7 separate regions of the Mus musculus genome follow, and all the other regions are linked to region 5. A link is a contact called in public promoter capture Hi-C data. All regions are on one chromosome and are shown on one strand. Each heading gives the region's core, a stretch centred on a gene start, on an enhancer-like site or on the middle of the called end of the contact. The rest is flanking DNA. Distances are from core to core; before and after follow the strand shown. Region 1 holds the start of Rhot2 (ras homolog family member T2). Region 2 holds the start of Mettl26 (methyltransferase like 26). Region 3 holds the start of Rab40c (Rab40C, member RAS oncogene family). Region 4 holds the start of Ciao3 (cytosolic iron-sulfur assembly component 3). Region 5 holds the start of Hmga1 (high mobility group AT-hook 1). Region 6 holds the start of Metrn (meteorin, glial cell differentiation regulator). Region 7 holds the start of Ppil1 (peptidylprolyl isomerase (cyclophilin)-like 1).

The links. Promoter capture Hi-C pulls out the DNA fragments that hold promoters and counts their contacts.
Region 1: a contact with region 5 is called in a promoter capture Hi-C map of pre-B cells, with 4 times the contacts expected there. The contact joins the promoter of Rhot2 here to the promoter of Hmga1 in region 5. A contact is called at or near these places in 2 of 39 promoter capture datasets (liver and pre-B cells) and 1 of 115 datasets of contacts at active chromatin or transcription factors (pancreatic cancer cells).
Region 2: a contact with region 5 is called in a promoter capture Hi-C map of liver, with 4 times the contacts expected there. The contact joins the promoter of Mettl26 here to the promoter of Hmga1 in region 5. A contact is called at or near these places in 3 of 39 promoter capture datasets (hippocampal neurons, liver and pre-B cells) and 1 of 115 datasets of contacts at active chromatin or transcription factors (pancreatic cancer cells).
Region 3: a promoter capture Hi-C map of liver shows a contact between it and region 5, with 6 times the contacts expected there. The contact joins the promoter of Rab40c here to the promoter of Hmga1 in region 5. A contact is called at or near these places in 3 of 39 promoter capture datasets (hippocampal neurons, liver and pre-B cells) and 1 of 9 other capture datasets (adipose tissue).
Region 4: a contact with region 5 is called in a promoter capture Hi-C map of pre-B cells, with 6 times the contacts expected there. The contact joins the promoter of Ciao3 here to the promoter of Hmga1 in region 5. A contact is called at or near these places in 2 of 39 promoter capture datasets (liver and pre-B cells) and 1 of 115 datasets of contacts at active chromatin or transcription factors (pancreatic cancer cells).
Region 6: a promoter capture Hi-C map of pre-B cells shows a contact between it and region 5, with 5 times the contacts expected there. The contact joins the promoter of Metrn here to the promoter of Hmga1 in region 5. A contact is called at or near these places in 3 of 39 promoter capture datasets (liver and pre-B cells).
Region 7: a contact with region 5 is called in a promoter capture Hi-C map of pre-B cells, with 3 times the contacts expected there. The contact joins the promoter of Ppil1 here to the promoter of Hmga1 in region 5. A contact is called at or near these places in 2 of 39 promoter capture datasets (liver and pre-B cells).

What each region holds. Positions count from the first base shown.
Region 1 is chr17:25,843,224-25,845,952 of GRCm38.p6, reverse strand. Rhot2 (ras homolog family member T2) reads left to right here and starts at 1,428. Exons shown (of 19, transcript NM_145999.3): 1 at 1,428-1,553; 2 at 1,640-1,698; 3 at 1,783-1,864; 4 at 1,969-2,012. The coding sequence starts at 1,517. It overlaps Wdr90 (WD repeat domain 90), which reads left to right. Exons shown (of 41, transcript NM_001163766.1): 38 at 39-182; 39 at 255-374; 40 at 494-578; 41 at 728-1,219. The coding sequence ends at 885.
Region 2 is chr17:25,874,026-25,876,825 of GRCm38.p6, reverse strand. Mettl26 (methyltransferase like 26) reads right to left here and starts at 1,326. Exons shown (of 6, transcript NM_026686.2): 1 at 1,100-1,326; 2 at 704-866; 3 at 547-606; 4 at 264-331; 5 at 87-165. The coding sequence starts at 1,296. n-TGccc7 (a tRNA gene) reads right to left here and starts at 1,738; the gene lies at 1,668-1,738.
Region 3 is chr17:25,918,426-25,921,125 of GRCm38.p6, reverse strand. Rab40c (Rab40C, member RAS oncogene family) reads left to right here and starts at 1,412. Exons shown (of 7, transcript NM_139154.2): 1 at 1,412-1,474; 2 at 1,577-1,761. The coding sequence starts at 1,620.
Region 4 is chr17:25,772,481-25,775,270 of GRCm38.p6, reverse strand. It overlaps Ciao3 (cytosolic iron-sulfur assembly component 3), which reads right to left and starts at 1,495. Exons shown (of 11, transcript NM_026238.4): 1 at 1,384-1,495; 2 at 130-225. The coding sequence starts at 1,449. It overlaps Gm41550 (a long non-coding RNA gene), which reads right to left. Exons shown (of 3, transcript XR_876684.1): 3 at 2,727-2,790.
Region 5 is chr17:27,555,277-27,557,976 of GRCm38.p6, reverse strand. It overlaps Hmga1 (high mobility group AT-hook 1), which reads right to left and starts at 1,403. Exons shown (of 5, transcript NM_001025427.3): 1 at 1,266-1,403.
Region 6 is chr17:25,795,612-25,798,311 of GRCm38.p6, reverse strand. Metrn (meteorin, glial cell differentiation regulator) reads left to right here and starts at 1,267. Exons shown (of 4, transcript NM_133719.2): 1 at 1,267-1,447; 2 at 1,671-2,071. The coding sequence starts at 1,350.
Region 7 is chr17:29,262,553-29,265,296 of GRCm38.p6, reverse strand. Ppil1 (peptidylprolyl isomerase (cyclophilin)-like 1) reads left to right here and starts at 1,326. Exons shown (of 4, transcript NM_026845.4): 1 at 1,326-1,425. The coding sequence starts at 1,370.

The DNA of each region.
Region 1 (2,729 bases), core at 179-2,678, 1.7 Mb after region 5:
GGCAGGCAGCAGATTCTCACATCCCTCATTTCTCCCAGTATGGAGACCTAGGGGTAGAGGGTGTAGAACTGTGGCTGGCTGCAAGTGGGGACCAACGTGTCAGCATCTGGGTCTCTGACTGGCTCCGGGACCGCTGTGAACTCCTGGAATGGTTGAGCTTTCCTGCACCTGCTGTCTCAGAGGTAAGAGTTCCACGGTCATGTGGGTGGGGATTGGAGTCTGCACAACCCAGCACAACATACTGCTTTCCACAGGCTCCAGGCCTCCTGCCCCCCTCTCTTGCTGCCTTCTGCCCTTGGGATAAGGCGATACTGGTGTGTGTGGGCCTGGGTGCACATGAGGAGGTCATCTTCTACAGCCTCCGTCAGAAGCAGGTTTGTGCGATCACTGCTCTGTAGGTGGACATCCAGGGCTGTGTCATAGGGTTAGAAGGCCATGGAGCCTGGGCTTTGTCCCTGGCAGGAGACCTCAGTGTCATATTGTTTTCCTACAGGTGATACAGAAGACACCTCTGCCCTTCTTTGCCATGTCTTTGAGCCTGTCCCCAGGATCTCAGCTCATGGTGGTTGGTTTTGCTGGTGAGTGCTGGTCGACACACATAGAGAGGGCAGCTTTGACAGTCCTCAGCCATAGCAGGTTTGGGGGCGTAGATGTCATGGCCCTGCTCCCCTCAGCAAGGTTCCCAGCAAGGTGTCAGTACTCAGAGCACCCTGTCATCTACCCACAGAGTGCATGATGAGGCTCCTAGACTGTGCGTCAGGGACTGCCCAGGACTTGGAAGGCCATGATGACTCGGTCCACCTGTGTAGGTTCACTCCATCTGGCAGACTGCTCTTCACAGCTGCTCACAACGAGATCCTGGTGTGGGAAGTCACCGATCCCTGAGCTATTGCTAGGAACATAGGCAGAAAAGCCAGACTGTGGATTGCTGTATGCCGAGCCAGGATGGCTGGGACAGGCTTCAGAACTGCATTGTTTGGAATTTGGGTGAAATCTGAAAAGATTCAAGGAGGCTGAGGGTGTGGCAGTGACTTAGAATCTGTGAAGTGTGGTTTTGACCCTCAGAACCACTCCCTCCTACACAAAACTTGGCATACTGGGTTGTTTTTCACATGAAGGTTGTTTTATTGTTTTTATTTTGTACAGTTTAAGGAAATAAACACTGGCATTTATTATAGCGATACATTGTTTTATTGTCCCATAAATTGTGTCTTTGCATCACTTCTGGCCTGAGCTCACCCTTTCCTCCCGAGGAGCCCGTTGAGTCTGAGTTGTTTGCACCACCTGCAGAGTCAGGAACACTCTACTGGCAGGCGGGCGCGGGCGCCTTGCCTTAGCCCAACCACTAGCTGGTGCTGTGTGGGCGGGACCGGAAGCTTGGGTGAGGGCGGTACTGAAGACAGGAAGTGCGGGGGCCTGAGCGGGTTGAAGGAGAGGGTTGGGGTTGGGATTGGGTCTACTTGGGCCGGGCCGGGCCGGGAGGGGTGGGTTTGGGGTGCTGCTGCGGGCAGCAGCCATGCGGCGCGATGTTCGCATCCTGCTGCTGGGCGAGGGTAGGTGCGCTGGGGCCGCGGGAAGACCGGTAGGGTCGCCGTGACCTCGGCGGTGCTCCTGACTACTGTTCCCTCTCCCCGCGCAGCCCAGGTGGGGAAGACGTCTCTGATCCTGTCGCTGGTCGGCGAGGAGTTTCCCGAGGAGGTGCGCGGGGCGGACTGGGCACTTAGGGCGGATGCCAGGCTCTGGGCAGCCGCTCCGCATTCAATACTGACCCACCTGTTGCAGGTCCCTGCCCGCGCGGAGGAGATAACCATCCCCGCCGACGTCACCCCGGAGAAGGTGCCCACTCATATCGTGGATTACTCAGGTATCTATCTCCAAATGCTGCCCCCCAGCCGGTGTGTATTGAGCCTGCAGCCGGTCTGAATCGAGCGCAACAGCCATTCTACATAGCATTCTTTTTCCTTTTAGAAGCGGAGCAGACAGAGGAAGAACTTCAGGAGGAGATCCACAAGGTGCGGTGCATCTTGCAGGCCCTTGGGTACTGAGCCCAATTCTTTGGTCCTAACTTGCTGCCATCTAGTCTTAATCGGCTTCCTTTCCTGGCGGCTGGATTAGGTGACTCTGCTTGACCCTGATAATTCAGCTGTGACCTTCACGGCTGAGTATTGTTGGCTTTTCCAGATCATAGCTTTCTGGGAATCAGGACCTGGCCAGTACTGCCATTAGTGATCCATCCCAGGGTCTGAGGGGAGCAGACACACACACACACACACACACACACACACACACACACCCTTCATTGCTTTTCCTTAACATACTTCGGTTCCCCAGTACTATTCCTCCCTAGGCTGTAGTGGATGCCATCTTAACTAGGCGTTCCCTGATGCCAGAGTTTACTATGTTCCTGAATGCAGTCCTTCAGCCTTCTTTGTGTCCTATAGGTGCAGGTCACTTGGTCACTTGGTCAGGGTGCAGTGTCTCCTTGCTTGCATCTGCAGCATCCTTGCTGCTTGTACTGAGATAGAAAGTGAGAGAGACCTGCCTTGGGACTGTAACCTGCGTGTGATAGGTCTGTCATAAGTCCAGGATGTGCTGTCTAGAGCCATGGTGCTAGGGTCTGGTGTCTCTTAGGGAGTGTTGGCAGGGAGAGGCCTGCTTGGCAAAGGTGGACTTTCCTGGCCTCAGAGCCCTACCCATCCTGCTGTGAGCACCCGGGACATGGCCAGGAG
Region 2 (2,800 bases), core at 77-2,576, 1.7 Mb after region 5:
TGGGATTACAGGCGTGCGCCACCATGCCAGGCTGGAGTGACTCTTAATCACAGGGAGGCTCCCCACCCCCACATCGCCCTGCCTACCATCCTCTCCAGGACCAAGCCACTGGCCTGGCCTAGTTCCTCCAGAAGGACTGTGTCACGAAGCCCCCACTCTGGGTTCCTGCAGTTGGGGAGGAAGGTAGAAGGCATTTGCAGAGTTGAGGTTATGATCCCGCCTACCCTCTCTCTGAGCCAAGCTACCTCCTAGCCAGATCTGACCTGCATCTGAGGGTCAGGTCAAAGTCCACGTTGCTCTGGGGAGAGATCTTCCCATTGACGGCATAGGGCTGTGAGAACAAGACACAATACATAGGCCCAAAGTCAGTCGTTCCCACACAGCTAGTTTGCAGGATAGGATGGAGTTCTTTCCATAGGAGTATAGAAAGAATAACTTTTTTCTGCACTCAAGAAGGAAAAGGGCTAGCTAGGTCCCGGGCCCTGGGCTTCAAGAGTGGGGAAACACCCAAGGCTGATAGGGGTGTCTTAAGGTAGGGTCACTCACCCCGTAGGTGATCAGCACAGCCTTGGTTTTGAGCAGGTGTCCTGCTGCTCTAAAGAGCCCCTGCAGAGGAAGGCAAGTAGGGCACAGTAAGCCGGGAGCTGGAGACTCATGCTTTCCTCTTTGCAACGTGAAAGCTGGGCTCCACAGTGGTCCCCACCTCTGTGCAGTTCAGGGGGCTGATGTGGATCATATTGATGCAGAGCAACAGGTCCAGCGATCGGGGTGGGATGCCGCCCCATTGCTCCCACTCCCAGGTCACGTCCAGGTACAGCGGAGCCTTCACATTGGACAACCCTTGGGCTCGGGTGGTGGCGGCAATGCTGTGGAGAGCAGCAGCGCATGGGCAAGGGCTGACGAGGCCCCTCAGTGATCGGGGTGTGGGGGGAAAGTCCTGAGGAGCAGCAAGCGGGTATCTTTGTCGACCCTACAGCCCATTGCTTCTACTACCTCAGTCTGGCACCCAAACCTAGGCCTGTCCTGATTTCCGGTCTGCCAGCCCCGCCGTTCACTCAGCCCCAAGCGGCCGCAAGGGAAAGACACCGCGCCGCCGCACCTGTCCAGGCAGCGTTGGTCCACGTCCGACGGCTGCCACTCGGCATTCGGGAAGGCCTGTGCAAAGTGTGCCGCGTGCTGTCCAGAGCCCGAGGCCACCTCGAGCACGCGAACACAGCGCTGGGCAGGATCCACATACTGGCGGAGTACGGACAGGATGGGCTCCTTGTTTCTCTCAGCAGCCGCAGCCATCATCATCGCAGCGGTGCGGCCAGCCCCAGCCAGAATGCGCGCGGGGCACCACGGGAGCTGTGGTCCAGCTCCTGCGCGGGGCACTACGGGAGTTGTGGTCGAAAGGGCCAGCCGCTTGCAACAGTATAACTGTTAGGAGGCCTCTCAACTCCTAAAAGGGTTTGCATCTGCGGGAAACTGATTCCGGCGGCCGGGATTTAGCGGTGACTTCGGACAAGGAACAAGGCTCGAGTAGAGGCTATGGTTTCCTGGAGTCTTTCAGCTGTATTTGTTTAAAAGCTCATTTGTTGCGTTTGCGCCTCACCTTTTTTGGAATGGTGTTTAAGATTGCAAGGCATCCTTCCTTTTCAGAGATGAACGGGAAAATAAAAAGAACATGCGCCGCCCGGGAATCGAACCCGGGTCGCAAGAATGGGAATCTTGCATGATACCACTACACCAGCGGCGCTGTTGAGCGAGACTGCAGTCCGTAGGGCATACGAATTGTGACGCAAGCATGTTAATGTAACAGCATTATGCCTGTGTCTTTTCTGTTGCGCTCCGTTTCTCTATTGGCAAGCGTTTGCAGAACAACATATCCCACCAGATCCCAAAGTGTTGTTGCTGTCGTCCAAGGGAAAGGAGAAAATGTGGGTACCGTGAGATTTATAGACAGGATTTGGTTCTGCGCCATGGAAACCATAGCGGTCGCGATCTCTTGGAAGCCTGAGGTCGCGCTCAGGTCCTGAGGTTCAACAAGCCAAGCCTTGTGGGCATGGGCGGTAACAGAATGGAGCTTGGGGAACCCAGATGCAGGAATCCTCGGGTCTGGGACACTTTGGGCTCAGATGAGCTTTGTGTGACGCTGAGACGGCTGGCATTAGCTCGAGGTCCACGGATAGATAGCAGGAGGCGGTCAGTGACTATTGAAATGAAATTCGAAGCGACAAGTGCACGGACAAGGGTACTTCTCTGATTCTCACCTTTGTGTGGTTTGAAGTGGTTCATTTCTCACAGGGGCTGGATTTTAGAAAATGTCCGAGACGTTCACGCTTGATTGCCAACAGTTAGTTCAAAGGTTGCGTGGGCTACTCTGCCCCATACTACATCATGGAGCTCAGGGTTAAACATGGCTCCTGCTTGGGGCTGTGTTTGAGGTGTCTATTCAGCCGGAGTGACCAGGGGTGTGAGTGTAGTCAAACTGTTAAACTATGTGAGTGACATGGCCCAAGGATGAGATATAGGGTGGCCACTCTAGAAATGCCTCTGAAAAGTTATCAGTCCAGACTCGGGGAAAGTCCTGAAGTCCAACCCCTCACCCACTCTGAGCAGCCCCTGACAGATGGTTATGGATGTCTGACATTGGTAGTGACCTTGACTGGACCTGAGTCAGACTCTCCCTTTTACAGCCTCAGCCTCTGCATACCTGGCTTGCTTTTCCCATAGATTATTCGTGGGATTTTGGGCAGAGGAGCTGGGGGTGTGAGCATCTTCCATATGTCCAAGTTCAGGAGAGGTCGTGGATGATTCT
Region 3 (2,700 bases), core at 163-2,662, 1.6 Mb after region 5:
AGGAGCCGGAGCTAGATGGAGATTACAGATGGTCAGTCACCGGAGGGAGATCGAACTCATACTGTTAGGCTTACAGTGCAAGAGCGTTGGTCCCAATCTATGTTTACGGTTTTTTTTGTTTTTTGTTTGGTTTGGTTTGGTTTTGGGTTTTTGAGACAGGGTTTCTCTGTATAGCCCTGGCTGTCCTGGAACTCACCCTGTAGACCAGGCTGGCTTCGAACTCAGAAATTCGCCTGCCTCTGCCTTCCGAGTGCTGGAATTAAAGGCGAGCGCCACCACGCCCGGCTTATGTTTTACGTTTTAAATTTTTTGCTATTTATGTGACTTGTGAATGCACTCTTAACCAAGAACGCTGTCCGTGGCCCTCCAGCCTTGGAGCTGGCCGACCGAGTGTGCACATGCAATGCGTTGCCCATCCTGGAGTTCACCGGGCCAACGCTGCTCAGTCGCTGGTCCAAGCCCTCAGGATCCGCTTTGGGAAGGATGTCCCCCACAAGAGACAGCTCAGAGGTGGACTTCAGCCGCCATCCTTGTGCCAAAACACTCAGTAGCGGCCCCGCCCACTCCGCAGCCAGGAGGAAGTCCCACCCCTTGGAACAGCCCACAAGGGAGAGAGGCTTGCCCCTCCAGGGCGAACACTAAGTGGCTGTCCCCGCCCTGCCCTCAGGGAAGGCGAGCCCCACAGTGTACGACGAACTTTGTTACTTCCCTTCTGGGTCTCTGTGAGAGCGGCCGGCCAACGCAGCTTGATAGATAACCTGCCCCCTTCCAACACCCTCCTCCCGGGACTCAGCTGAAGCAGGAGTTATCTCTACCCTTCCGCTTGTCCACGAGGGGGGAAGGGTAGACTTGTGTAATGTTTGACTCTTGATTGGCCCGAATTAGGAAAGGGGTGGGCCTAGGAGGTTATGATCGATGTTAGATGGCACAAATGCCTTAGCAGTAGTAGCCAATGGTGATGACGAGGGGGCGGGAGGCCAGGATGTTGCAGGTCGGTGCCCGGCTACTATGGCTCTGAGGCATCCTGCAGGAAGCAGTAGGGGTTGGGATGGACATGCAAGAGCAACCAATGATTTCGGAAAATCAGTGGGAAGTAGCCAATGGTCACAGCGAGGAGGCGGGGAAAAACGCCAGCCTCAGCAACACTGTGTACGAAATAGCGGGGACGGGACTTCAGTGATAGACAAGCATGTAGACCAACAGAAGTGAGAAAGAGGGTGGCAGCGGGCCAGTAGCAGTGGCGAGTGGGCAGGGCGGGGCGACCGTGGGCTGGGCGGCACCTTGTGTGGGGCGACGTGGGGGCGGGGCGACCGTGACGGCCAGGCTGCCAGGCCAATGGCCCGGAGAGGGCCGGCGGAGGGTGGCCAATGGCGGCGGCGCATCCGGGGGCGGGGCTGCGGGGCTGCGCGGTGCCGTGCGGGAAGCGGCGGGTGGCGGCGGCGGCAGCGGCGGCGGCGGCGGCTAGGAGGCTGAGGTGAAGCTGGCGGCAGCGGGGCGGGTGCACTGGGGGCGGTGGCCAGCGGGCGGGAGCATCAGCGTCCTGACCGCACGGCCGCTCACCAGCCTTCGCCCGCAGGTCTGGCGGCGGTGCCGTGGGCCGCGGTGCGGCGGGCGGGAGGATGGGCACCCAGGGCAGTCCAGTGAAGAGCTACGATTACCTGCTCAAGTTCCTGCTGGTGGGCGACAGCGACGTGGGCAAAGGCGAGATCCTGGAGAGCCTTCAGGACGGCGCAGCTGAATCCCCGTACGCCTACAGCAACGGTAGGCCGGGGTTGGCTGTGGGCGCGCGAGGTGGGAGCGGCCTGTCGCGGGAGCGGGCGGCCTCTGCGCGTGTCGCTGCGGTATCCTCTGGCCCTGCCTTGAGGAGCCGTCGGCAAGCGGGCGCGGGTCCTGGTGGCTACTAAGAAGTCACAGCAGCAGGTCTTTGGAGTCCATTAGGGCCTGGAATGGGCCGCGCGGCAGATACCGCACGACGGGCCCGGTGCTCACCGCACTGCCGCCGGAGGGGTTTGCTCAGAGACACCGCACCCTGTGCAGGGAGAAAATAGGTCTGCTGCGATGTGATTTTTGTTAACTTCCGGGTGCATGGCAAAAAATACACAAGGTAGATTGCATCACTGGCACTTGCCTGAGCTTGCCTCTTAATTTAGATATTTAAGGTAAAATCGTAGCTAACAGTGGGTGGGATTGGATCACAGGGGCTGCTGACTCCGGAGGAATTAATGTGCAGTGGGCCTGTCATCTTATATCACTGGACTAATTCTACCTTCCTGGTCGCTTCCCGAGTCCCTTTTACTCTGCTTTTTTACTTCATTCTCTGGGGTCTTGTTAGCCCTGTCTTACTGCTCTGAGTACTGGCGGTCTGGTAAATAACAGCTGAGTGTGTAGGTAAGACATCTACCACTCTTAGCAGTTAGGACTTGTCAAGGGTGATGACTGCCAGGACATCAGTGGAGGACCCTTCCTTTTGAACAGTAGCGCTGGATCTTCTCTGTAAGTCCTCCCCAAGCACCTCTCAGCTTCAGTTCACAGCAGGCATCTTCAGCGCAGGAAAGGAAGAGTCATGGTTTTACTTTGCAGGGTATGTGAAAAGACCTCTGCACAGCCAGGCAGCCTTGACTGGTATTTAACTGGGCGTCCCAGGGTGACAGCCCTGCTCAGAAAGGCTTTGGGGGGTTACCTTTCCAATGGGGGAGTGTG
Region 4 (2,790 bases), core at 246-2,745, 1.8 Mb after region 5:
AGGGTGGCCACATCTGCGACTGGGAAAGGCAGAAGAAGATGTGTGTTTCAGATCCACACCCCAGCCTCCCTCCCCCTCCTGCCACCGCCAGCCCCCAGCAGGGATGTGGTGAGACCTCAGGGTCCTTACTTGGTTCACTTGGAAGTAACTGCCATCGTCTTCAATGTGGATCTTGGCTATGCCACTTCCTGGCTTCTTAGCCACCTTTACAGGCTTGATGCAATTCTACACCAGGAAAGACCCCACACCAGGCTCTATTAGGAGAAAGCAACTTGGACGGGGGGTGGGGAGGGTGGGGAGTGGGGTGGGGGGCTGGGTATGGAGGGCCTCAGGGATGGTTGGCTACCGGCCATAGAGTGAAGCTCACCACCGAGGCCAATTCTACCACCTTCCTGCCACTGAAGCCATGCTGAGCTCTGGTTGCCCACCCTTCTCTGTACAAGGTGAGGAGAATGCCATCAAGGCCACTCTTTCTCCAGAATCACCATGAAATCTGCTACAAACTCTATATGCAAGCTAATGCAAGAAGCCCTGACTAGCCTGCCCTTCCTACGTGCACATAGCAGCACACCCCCGGAGATCAGAGTGTCAGAGGCCTGGCCAGACAGGAAGGCTTTCCTTGGAAACATCTAGAGGTCACCTCCATCCCACGACCACAGATGAAACTCCATGTCTCTCCCCTTCTCTTGGACATCTCCTGTTATCGCTTCCTGAACCTTGGTGGCTTTCCAGAAAAGGGCCAGTCTCGGGTAAGATGGCCCAGTTCATCCTGTCCGTGTGGCAGCTCAGCCCGTCTTTTATGGGTCATGGGACTTGGCTAGCTCTGGAGACAAAGGAAGACCCAGCAAGGGCAGCAGCTCCTGTTTTCAGGGCGGTCTGTCTGTATCCCTCTCTCTTCCTCGAGGCAACGTCAGGAACATTAGCTGTGGCTGTGGCCCAAGTGGACATCAAACCTGTCCCTTCAACATGGTCCCTGTCCACAGAGATGACAACTGGCTCTGAGAGAGGAGTGGGAAGGGATATCTCACAGGTGTGTGGAGGCTAACTCAGCCCCACCATGTCTCTGCATCACCAGCTGGGTGACACTACTACAACAGTAACTTAAGATCACATAACAACAAGTCCCCCCACCTTTTTTTTTTAAACACTAAACCTGCCTGTCACCACTAAACACTCCCATGGTCCCAGGGATCGCTCCGGGCCCAGTAACCGCGTTGTCTGGCCCTCCCTGGCCTCAGTTGTCTGTGTTTGTGAAAAGGGAACTAGACTGACTGAGGCCCTGGGTCCTGGGCCCTGGGAAAAGACACAGACGAGAGAGGTTTCCCGAGGTGCACGGCCAGGCTCGGACCCTCCTCCTGCCCGACTCGCCCTTGGCCGGCCCACCTGAGATGGCCCGATGAAGTCGTCCAAGTCGGTCAGCTGTAGTGCCCCACTGAAGGGCGACGCCATGACAGCCTCACTGCCGCCGAGTGTCACACGGGGGTGTCGCAAAATGACACCAAAATGACATGCAGTTCCGCCACTCTGCCGGAAAACGCAAATTCCAGCGCATGCTCATTTCTCTCCGTCAACAAGCTTTGAAAAGCGTGCGCGCCCTCTGCCGGCGGCCTTGAGCGCTCGGCCCAGCGGACTCAAGCTGCAAGTTCCACAGCACAGCGTTCGGTCTCCCTTGCGTCCCTTGGTTGTGGTGTAGCAGGGTAGCAAAGACAAATAACGCAAAGAATGTAACTAGAGACTCAGAGTCTCTCCCGCTTCCCGTAGGGGTCGGAATCCGGATTTCATTCATCACCTTGACCTAGCAATACTCAAGGAAGGTTCCAGATGCAGTGGGCAGGAGAACACAAAATTAACTTTGATTCACTGGAATGCCTTGGAATGGGCTTACCAAAAAATGAGATAGACAAGTGCTGTTGAGATGTTAAGACTGGAGTGTGGGAGAACATTTACAGAAGCAGGTTCTTGGACTGGACCAGGGCCAAAGGACAGTTTCTGTTTGCCAGGAGGATTCTTGTTTTAAATTGGATATTTTCTTTATTTACATTTCAAATGTTATCCCCTTTCCCAGTTTCCCTCCCTCCCTCCTGGAAACACCCTATCACATCCTCCCTTCCCCTGCTTCTGTGAGGGTGTTACTCCACCCACCCACCCTCTCTCCCCTCCCCTCCCTCAAAGTCCCCTACACTGGGGCATCTATCAAGCCTTCATAGGACCAAAGACCTCTCCTCCCATTGATGCATGACAAAGCCATCCTCTGCTACATATGCAGCTGGAGCCATGTGTACTCCTTTGTTGATGGTTTAGTCCCTGGGAGTTCTGGGGGGTCTGGTTGGTTGATATTGTTGTTCTTCCTAAGGGGTTTCAAACCCCTTCAGCTTCTCCAGTCCTTTCTTTAATTATTGAGGACCCCGTGCTCAGTCCAACAGTTGGCTGCCTAGCATCTGCCTCTGTATTTGTAAGCCTCTGGCAGGGCCTCAGGAGACAGCCATATCAGGCTCCTTTCAGCATGCACTTCTTGGCATCCACAATAGTGTCTGGGTTTGGTAACTGTATACAGGGTTGCTGGGAGGATTCTAATGCTGGAAGGAGGGTGATACATAGATCCCTGGAAATTCAAACTCACCACCACCACCACCAAACCCAAGTCTATTAGAACAAACCCAGTGGACGGCTGGCAGATGTGAGGCATATCCAAGGCCCAATAAGAGAGACAGAGCAGAATGGCCTGGAACAGTAGAAAGAATGAAGTCCTGGTGTAATGTAGGTGATCCCTGAAGACATTACAATCAGTGG
Region 5 (2,700 bases), core at 154-2,653:
CCTCTACTCCAGAATGAGGATGCCTTCGCTGGCGTCCCAGCCTGGTGGTTGTAGGCCGGCGCTTCTAGGAGCTAGGACGAGGGGGAGGGGCGCAGAGCCCTTTAGGCGCGGGAAACGGCGCACCCCGACCACATGCACCGCCACGCGGGTGCGCCCGGCCCCACTTCCTGCCAGAGGGGGCACCCAAGCCCGCCTTGGGGGCAGGAAACCTGGTGCGAGTCGCAGGAAGAAAAAAACCCCTTCCTCTCTCCATGAAAACCAAAGCGGGGGGGGGGGCAGAAACGGGGAGTCGAAGGGACTAGTTCTAACAGAACCCAGCAAAGCAGAGGAACCAGTTTGTGGGGGCGGAGGGCAGGCCTGGCCCTGGAGGTTGAAGAGGCGCGGGGCAGGGCCAAAGGTGTGTGTGGGGGTGGGGGGTGAAACCCCGAAACCCAGGCCCTCGCGATCCGGCCTCGTCCACGCACAGTACTACTCTGGGAAAGGCGGAGGAGAGGCCAGAGAGGAATCTCGGGTCGCCGGGCCCCTCCCCCGCACTTCTAGAACTTCCCTGGCTGAGGGGGGCGCGCGCCCACCTCCCGCCGCTGCGCAGCGCGCGCCCCTCCCTGAGGCCGGGCTCGCCGAGCGCGAGGTGCACGGGCGCCGCTGGGTGCACAAGCGGCGCTCGTCGCAGTCGCGCGCCCCCTCCCCCTCCGCGCGCCGTTCCCCGGGGTCTCCGCACCCCACGGTCGCAACCCGGGCACCCTCAACCTGGGGACCGGAGGACGCGGCGCCCCGCGGACACCCACCCCGGCCCCGCCGCCTGCGAGCACAGTGCGGCCTCCCCTTTCCCGCGGCCCGCGCAAGCCCGGGGCCTGGGAATAAAGCGGGCAGCGCGCGCCGCAGGCCCCCCGGGCGCGCCGCGGACACTCACCGCGAGCTCCGCAGGCCGCCGGCGGGGCGCGCTCGGGGCTGCCGGGTGCGGCGTGGCTGGGCTCAGGGCACCGGCCTGGGCTCTGCCGCCACCGCCGCCGGTCGCAAATGCGGATCTGAAACCGGGAGAGGGCAGAGGCGCTGAGACCGCTGCGTGCGCGCCGCCCGGGCCCCCGCCGGGGATGTGTGTCACATCCGAGCTGGGGCGAGGGAACACTGACGGATCCCGCTCCCCTGGAGGATGGCGAGGGGCAGGAAGCTGGGCACGGCCCGTGCGCGGCCTCAATAAATAATAATGTGATTAGATTCTAGACCTACAGGAAAAAAAGAAGCCACCCGAGCGGCGGCGAACTCACGCCTTCTTGGAGCCGCGCCAACACCAGAAATAGCCCCGACTCGGAGTCCCAATTAGAGGAGCGCAGCCCCGGCTCAGGGGAGCTTAAAAAGAGCGACCCAGGGGCAGGGGGGACGGGCCCGCCCGCGCCAGCCGTGTCACCGGGGGGCGGGGCCATGCAAATGAGCCCGGGGATTTAAAAGGGCGGCCGCCCGCCAGCTGCCGCCGCCGCGCGCGGGTAGCTCGCCACTGTGCGCGCGGTTTCCGCGGGCACGCGCGCCGACGGCCCTCGTTTCTCACAGTTCCCGAGCAGCCTGGCGTTGGAGGAACCGGTGACGGCGGCCCTGCTGTTTAAGTGGGGACCCGGGGACACACCTACAGGAGCCCCCCCGTGGACTCCGGCCTCGCGGGGAGGCGCGCGCTGACGCCTGTGCCCTCGGACGTCCACGCGTACCCTAAGGAGCTTCTCGCGGCCCGGACGCCGCCCCCCCCCCCCAGCCCATGTCGAGGGCCTCTCCTTAATTCCCCTCTGCCACCAAGCAGGTGACGGCGTGTGCGTCTCCGGAGGCCTCCAGGCGCGTAAAAAACAAAGTCTTGTGAAACCCAAACGTGAAACTTGGCCAACGCCAACGGTTTAAATCTAGTAACGGCCGCCACCCAGGTGCAGGCTTCAAAGGAGCCGAGCGATTGGCCGCCTCGCCGGGACATCGCGGGGAGGAGCCACGGGTGGCCAGCTGCTTGGTGTTGAGGAAGCACGAGGTCCCTCTGGTGTGATTCCCCGCCCCCGTGACTTACGACTTAAGACAAGGGGCGCCTGGAAGCCCCTTGAGGGCAGGGGTTCGAGTTTCCCGCCTCTGGGCGCCTGGGTCAACAAAAGACTTGTTGCTGGGCCGGAGGAAGCCTAAGTGGGAAGATGGCGGGCGGTGGGGCGCGCCCTGCAGGCCGGGCGCGGGCCCTTGGACGCACCTCCCCACCTCGGTTCCCCGAGTCGGCCTTTCCACACCTCTCGTGATGCAGGGAATCGTAATTCGGGCCCAGTGACACACGACTGTGACTCATAACTCTGTTCCCCTTCCTCCGCGGTCAGCCCTCTCCTCGGGGGGCGCGCGGGCGGTGGAAGGGTACGCGGGGGCCCAGCGTGCGCCCGGCTGGAGGCGGGGTGGGAGCCTTGGGGAGGCGGGCCTCCCAGTTTCAGGAATGCCTCAGGAATGTTTCCGGTGGGGGGTGGGGAGCGCGGCGGGCCCGGCTACCCCCCACCCCCCACCCCCGGGCCGTAGGATGGCGCCCTGGGCGCAGGGCAGCACGTGCTCGGTGGGGGTGGGGCGCAGCGGTCAGGCGCGGGAGGCCACGGCAGGCCGCGGGTCCCGGACCAAGGTCCAGGTGACCCTCAGTTCCAGGGGTGCCCCTGGAGAAGGAGGAAGTCATGGAGGGGCGTTCCCAACGGGTGGAGGGGAGCC
Region 6 (2,700 bases), core at 18-2,517, 1.8 Mb after region 5:
CCTGGGGGTGGGAGAGAGAGAGAGAGAGAGAGAGAGAGAGAGAGAGAGAGATCCTTGGGGACCTGCCAAGGTTCTTCTTCTATTTTCCATCTCCTCCACCCTCCCTTCGGTCAGATCCAAAGGACAAGCTGCTCCAAGGAAGCTCTTCCCCATTGGGGGGTTTCACAGTGGCTCTATTTTATTTTAAGAGGTTCTCGGGGGGGGGGGGATAGGGGATTTTCAGAGGGGAAACCAGGAAAGGGGATAACATTTGAAATGTAAATAAAGAAAATATCTAATAAAAATATTTTTTTAAAAATGAACAACAAACAAAACAAAACAAAAAAAAGAGGTTCTCATGTAGCCCACACTGTCCTTGAATTCACTATGGAGCCAAGGATGCCCTTGAACATCTGAGCTGCTTCCTTTACTTCCTGCCCGCTGGGATTACAGGCAAGACCCACTACACTCTCAGTTTAACATTATTTTAAAGATCAAAGCCAGGGGTGTATGCCTGTGTGGTAGGTGCTCTATAACCTAGCTACATCCTCAGGCTGCCTGGGATATCTTTCTGATTCCCTTTCGGTTGATCTTGACTGTAGGAATGGCCTGTACTTTGGCACCGGCAGACTACCAGGCTTTGTCAGTCAGGTGGGTCCCTAGGCAGGTCCTCTAGAACGCCTCATTTTTTTCTTAGTATCCATTTAACATTGGAGGAGTGTGTAGTTAGGTCTGAGAATGTATGGTGGCAGAAGGAGATCCACACTACCCACGCTACTCCTTCCAGACCTAGCCAGTATTCTTTCTTTTCCCCAAACCGAAGGTTTGGCCTAGCTCCATGCTCCAGGCCCTCTGTACCCTCCCTTATGAGATGCAGTAACACAGGGGTTTTAATCTCTTTTCCTTAAGTACCAGCAGCAGGATACCAGTGTTCAGATTTTGGCTGCAGACTCTACTACTTCTCTTACAAAGTCCCACTGCCCCGAGGTCCACTGAAGGTAAGGGGTGGACAGCCTTCCAGATTCCAGTCGACAGCGAACCCCACCAACCCACCAAACGTTCCTATTGGGGATCTCCAAATGGGGAAACAGGAGCGCTTTCTACATCAACCCTGCCTTGGACCGAGCTCCCGCCTTGAGCCCGCCCCACCCCCTCGAGGGTGCTGCAATTGGAGGAAAGTTCTGCGGCTTGTGGCGATTGGTCCGAGAGCAAAGGCCCCGCCCCCTAGCCCCGGAGCTCAGAGGGGGCAGCGGCGAGGGGTCGCCGGTTGTGGGGACGCGCCGGGCCGGGCAGCCGCGCCGCGGGCTGCTCGCGCTGCGGCCCCGACCCTCCCGGGGCAGCAGTCCGAGGCCCCGGCGCGTCCCCTAACCATGCTGGTAGCCACGCTTCTTTGCGCGCTCTGTTGCGGCCTCCTGGCCGCGTCCGCTCACGCTGGCTACTCGGAAGACCGCTGCAGCTGGAGGGGCAGGTACCAGGAGGGACTGCGGGGAGGGTTGTGGGTTTATTTATTTATTTATTTTATTTTATTTACTTCTTGGGTTGGAGGGTTCCCTCCCACTTGGAACTGAGGAAACGCAGACTTCAATGTCCTGTTACACAGAGTAGAAGCAGATGTTGGTAGCCGCGGGAAAAGGGATGAGCGGGCTAGGGAACGAGGGTCACCCACCTGAGAACCACCGTCCTGTCCCCAGCGGTTTGACCCAGGAGCCTGGCAGCGTGGGGCAGCTGACCCTGGACTGTACTGAGGGCGCTATCGAGTGGCTGTACCCAGCTGGGGCGCTGCGCCTGACCCTGGGCGGCCCCGATCCGGGCACACGGCCCAGCATCGTCTGTCTGCGCCCAGAGCGGCCCTTCGCTGGTGCCCAGGTCTTCGCTGAACGTATGACCGGCAATCTAGAGTTGCTACTGGCCGAGGGCCCGGACCTGGCTGGGGGCCGCTGCATGCGCTGGGGTCCCCGCGAGCGCCGAGCCCTTTTCCTGCAGGCCACACCACACCGCGACATCAGCCGCAGAGTTGCTGCCTTCCGTTTTGAACTGCACGAGGACCAACGTGCAGAAATGTCTCCCCAGGCTCAAGGTCTTGGTGTGGATGGTGAGTGATTATGAGACTGGCTGGGTGTCAGAAATTGGCCCTCCACACTGACCTGATGGGACTGGGCCTTGCCACCCCATTGCATGGAGAGTCCTTCTGTAGCTTGACAGAGGCCACTCCGGTGGAGAGCATAGTGGCTTCCAGGTCGTAAGGAGGTGAGTTGGAAGTGCCCCCGCCTTTCTCTCCTCCTCCTCTTAAAAGATTCGGTTTAGGAAAAGAGCAGGAGGGGGCAAATGCCCGAGAGGCCAGCCCTGGGTCTCTGGTTTCTGAAGGATTGGGGGAAGGGTTAAGCTGAGGCAGAATCAAAGCCTATGGCCAAGGCTGTCCAGGGCTCCCTGGCCTGGTGGTGACCTCCTTCCCCTCCCCCCAAGCCCAGCCAACAAAAGTCCAGTGTGCCTCTTCGTCACCATGGAGACTGCCTGCCCTGCCTCCCTGCAGGGCACCAGGCCCAGTGCTTTGCTCTTCTGGAACTTGTAGCCTGACCCTGCAGGGAATGAATGGCTCTCTGACTGTTCTGCCCTAGCTAGAGACCCCCCCGAACTGGAGTCCACTAGAATATCCCTAGCTAGAGCTGGGAGGTCACAGAACGTTTCCCAGTGTTAGTCTGAGTTTATGAGATGGTACCAAGC
Region 7 (2,744 bases), core at 77-2,576, 1.7 Mb before region 5:
TGGGGGATCTGACACACTCTTCTGGCCTCTGTGGGCTCCTGTGTGCCCATACAAACCCAGATACACACACACACACACACACACAAAATAAATAAAAAATTAAAGTCTTTTTTATTTATCTGATCTTTAATGGGAGAGCCTCCCCAGAGTGTTCACCCACAGCTCTGTTGGCCTGTAAGTAAGTACCTTGCACACTACGGTTCAGATTGCTTCTCTTTAATATGCATTGCTCAATTTTCTGAAGAGCCGTAGGTTGTTAAGAGTAAGCATTTGCTCAATTTTTGCTTTGCTGTGCAGGAAGTGGGTGGGTGGGAGGGTAGATGCATCTTAGAACTCAGGAAGTCTTGTAAATATTTTCCTACTTCTTTGTTGTTAATTATGGGATGTTCAATATAAAATATACATTTCCCTCGTGGCTCACTGAACTTGGAGAGAGCTATTTGGGCTAGACTGGATGGCTAGCCAGCTCCCTGGATTCTTCCCCATGGTCTCTGCTTTCCCGGTTGCTGAGGCCGCAAGTGCATATCTACCTGGCATTTGCATGGGTCCTAGGGACCTAAATTCAAGTACTTTACCCACTAAGCCCTGTTAGGCAAGCCGTCTACTAACTGGCCTGCATTTCCAGCTCCAAGGATACCTCTCTGAGTAGTCCTAGCTATCCTGAAACTCGCTCTGTAGAAGAGACCTTGTACAGGCCTTGAACTCTGAGATCCCCCTGCCTCTGCCGCTCCAGCGCTGGGGGCGTGCACCACTATCTCCTGGGACAGTCATTTTAAGCTTTGTCTCTCTTCCCAGCCTTTTCCTCTTTCCACATGCTCTTTGCTTTTGGAGTCTGTGGGATCAGATTTGCCATGTGGCACTTAACGGCGGAGTCTCAGTTTTCTCCGCTGAAAAACGGGACTCCTGTCATCCACAGGATTGCTTTAAGGAATAGACGCTGGGCGTGGTGGTGCACGCCTTAAATCCCAGCACTCGGCAGACAGAAGCAGGCAGATCTTTTTGAGTTCAAAGCCAGCCAGGGGCATCACCCAAGTCTGGGAACTAGGAAATTCTCCAGCCCTCCAATCAGAGTGAAGAAGGTTGTTCCCGCCTTCCGCGCCAAAACAGACCAATCACTGTTCCGGAGCGTGGCGCGAATCGCCCCTGGAGAATCTTGCACTTGTCTGAGTTCCTGCACTGAGCATTTCGACTTGCAACCCTCTTCCCAGCCTAGAAAGAAGGATCCTTCGTCATTCTTGTCCCAGCGCCCTAAATCCTGTCAAGCAAACGGGCGGATCGGCGGGAACCGGAAGTGTGTGCCCAGGGGCGGGTCCCGGGTTAACTCCGCCGGAAGTAGTGATTGCTAGCGGGGGGGATACCTTCGCTCAGCATGGCGGCGATTCCCCCAGACACCTGGCAGCCGCCCAACGTCTACCTGGAGACTAGGTGAGGGTTGGAGGTGGGGGAGGAATTGGTGGAGGGGACGCGGGTTCGTGCCGCAGTGGCCGGCCTGACTCGCAGGTTGCCCGCACGCACAGAGCTGCGGCCGGGAGTACCTGTAAGTTCTGAAGGGACCTCAGGGGAGCCCCTCCAACATCCCGGAGACCTCGACGATTTCTATCTGCTGTCCTTTCCCCACGACGTTTATTAGTTCATTTACCTATATCCACCTTCCATCTTCATTCATTCATTCACTCACTCACTCATTTTTTTTCTCAACAAGTGTGTGTTGATCACACAAGCCATGCGCGTAGGACCTGGATTTTTGAAAACACAAATCTGGATTATGGTGAAGGAGACAGATGTGTAAACATCACGGGACAAGTAGAGTTGTCTGAACAAATTTCTTTGGAAGTAGAAGAAAATTTATTTTCTCCAAAATCCAAGAGTGATCTTTGAGCTGGGGATGCCCGAGGCCCCAAGCTCGGGCTACAGCACCATATATACTCGGTGTGGTTGCACAAGCCTGTAATCCTAGCACTCTGGAGGTGGAAGCAGGAGGATCAGAAGTCCAGGGGCTGGGCTGGGCTGGATAGAATAGACTGCTTACCTAACATTCTATTATATTTATATTAATATATAAAATTAAGCCACCTCCTAGTGCCTTGCCTCCCTTGTGTGTGATTGCGCTCAGTTTACTATTGCTAGCAGCTCCTGTCCCGAAGGCTTTGTATCACACACACCCCTCCAGTTTTAGCAGAGAAATGGTGCATTTTATAGATTTACCTGCAACCTGGTTTTCATACTGATTGAAGGGAACCCTGCTTGGAGCCTGGTCTGCCCTGTCTACTGACTTGAGCCCCATTTTGTCTGCCCTTGGCTCCTGAGTGTAGACATTAGGAAGGCACGCACCACTGCTCTCGCTCCCAGTTCTACAGAGTGCTCACATTGCTGGACCTCCTGAACCTGGGCCATACAGATTCTCCCCAGAGCTCAGTGGGTAATGTACAGCAGGAGCCCCCTGCCTTGTTTTATCCTTAAAGGCACTAAGAGAAGAGAATAAAAGCACTCGTATGGGTGTATGTGGACATTTGAAGTAACCAGCCTATTTGCTTTACACATTCTCTTTAGATTTGATTTTTTTTAAAGATATATTTATTTATTTTATTTATATGAGTACACTGTACCTGTCTTCAGACACACCAGAAGAGGACATCAGATCCCATTACAGATGGTTGTGAGCCACCATGTGGTTGCTGGGAATTGAATTCAGGACCTCTGGGAGAGCATCTCTCCACTGAGCCATCTCTCCAGCCCTAGATTTG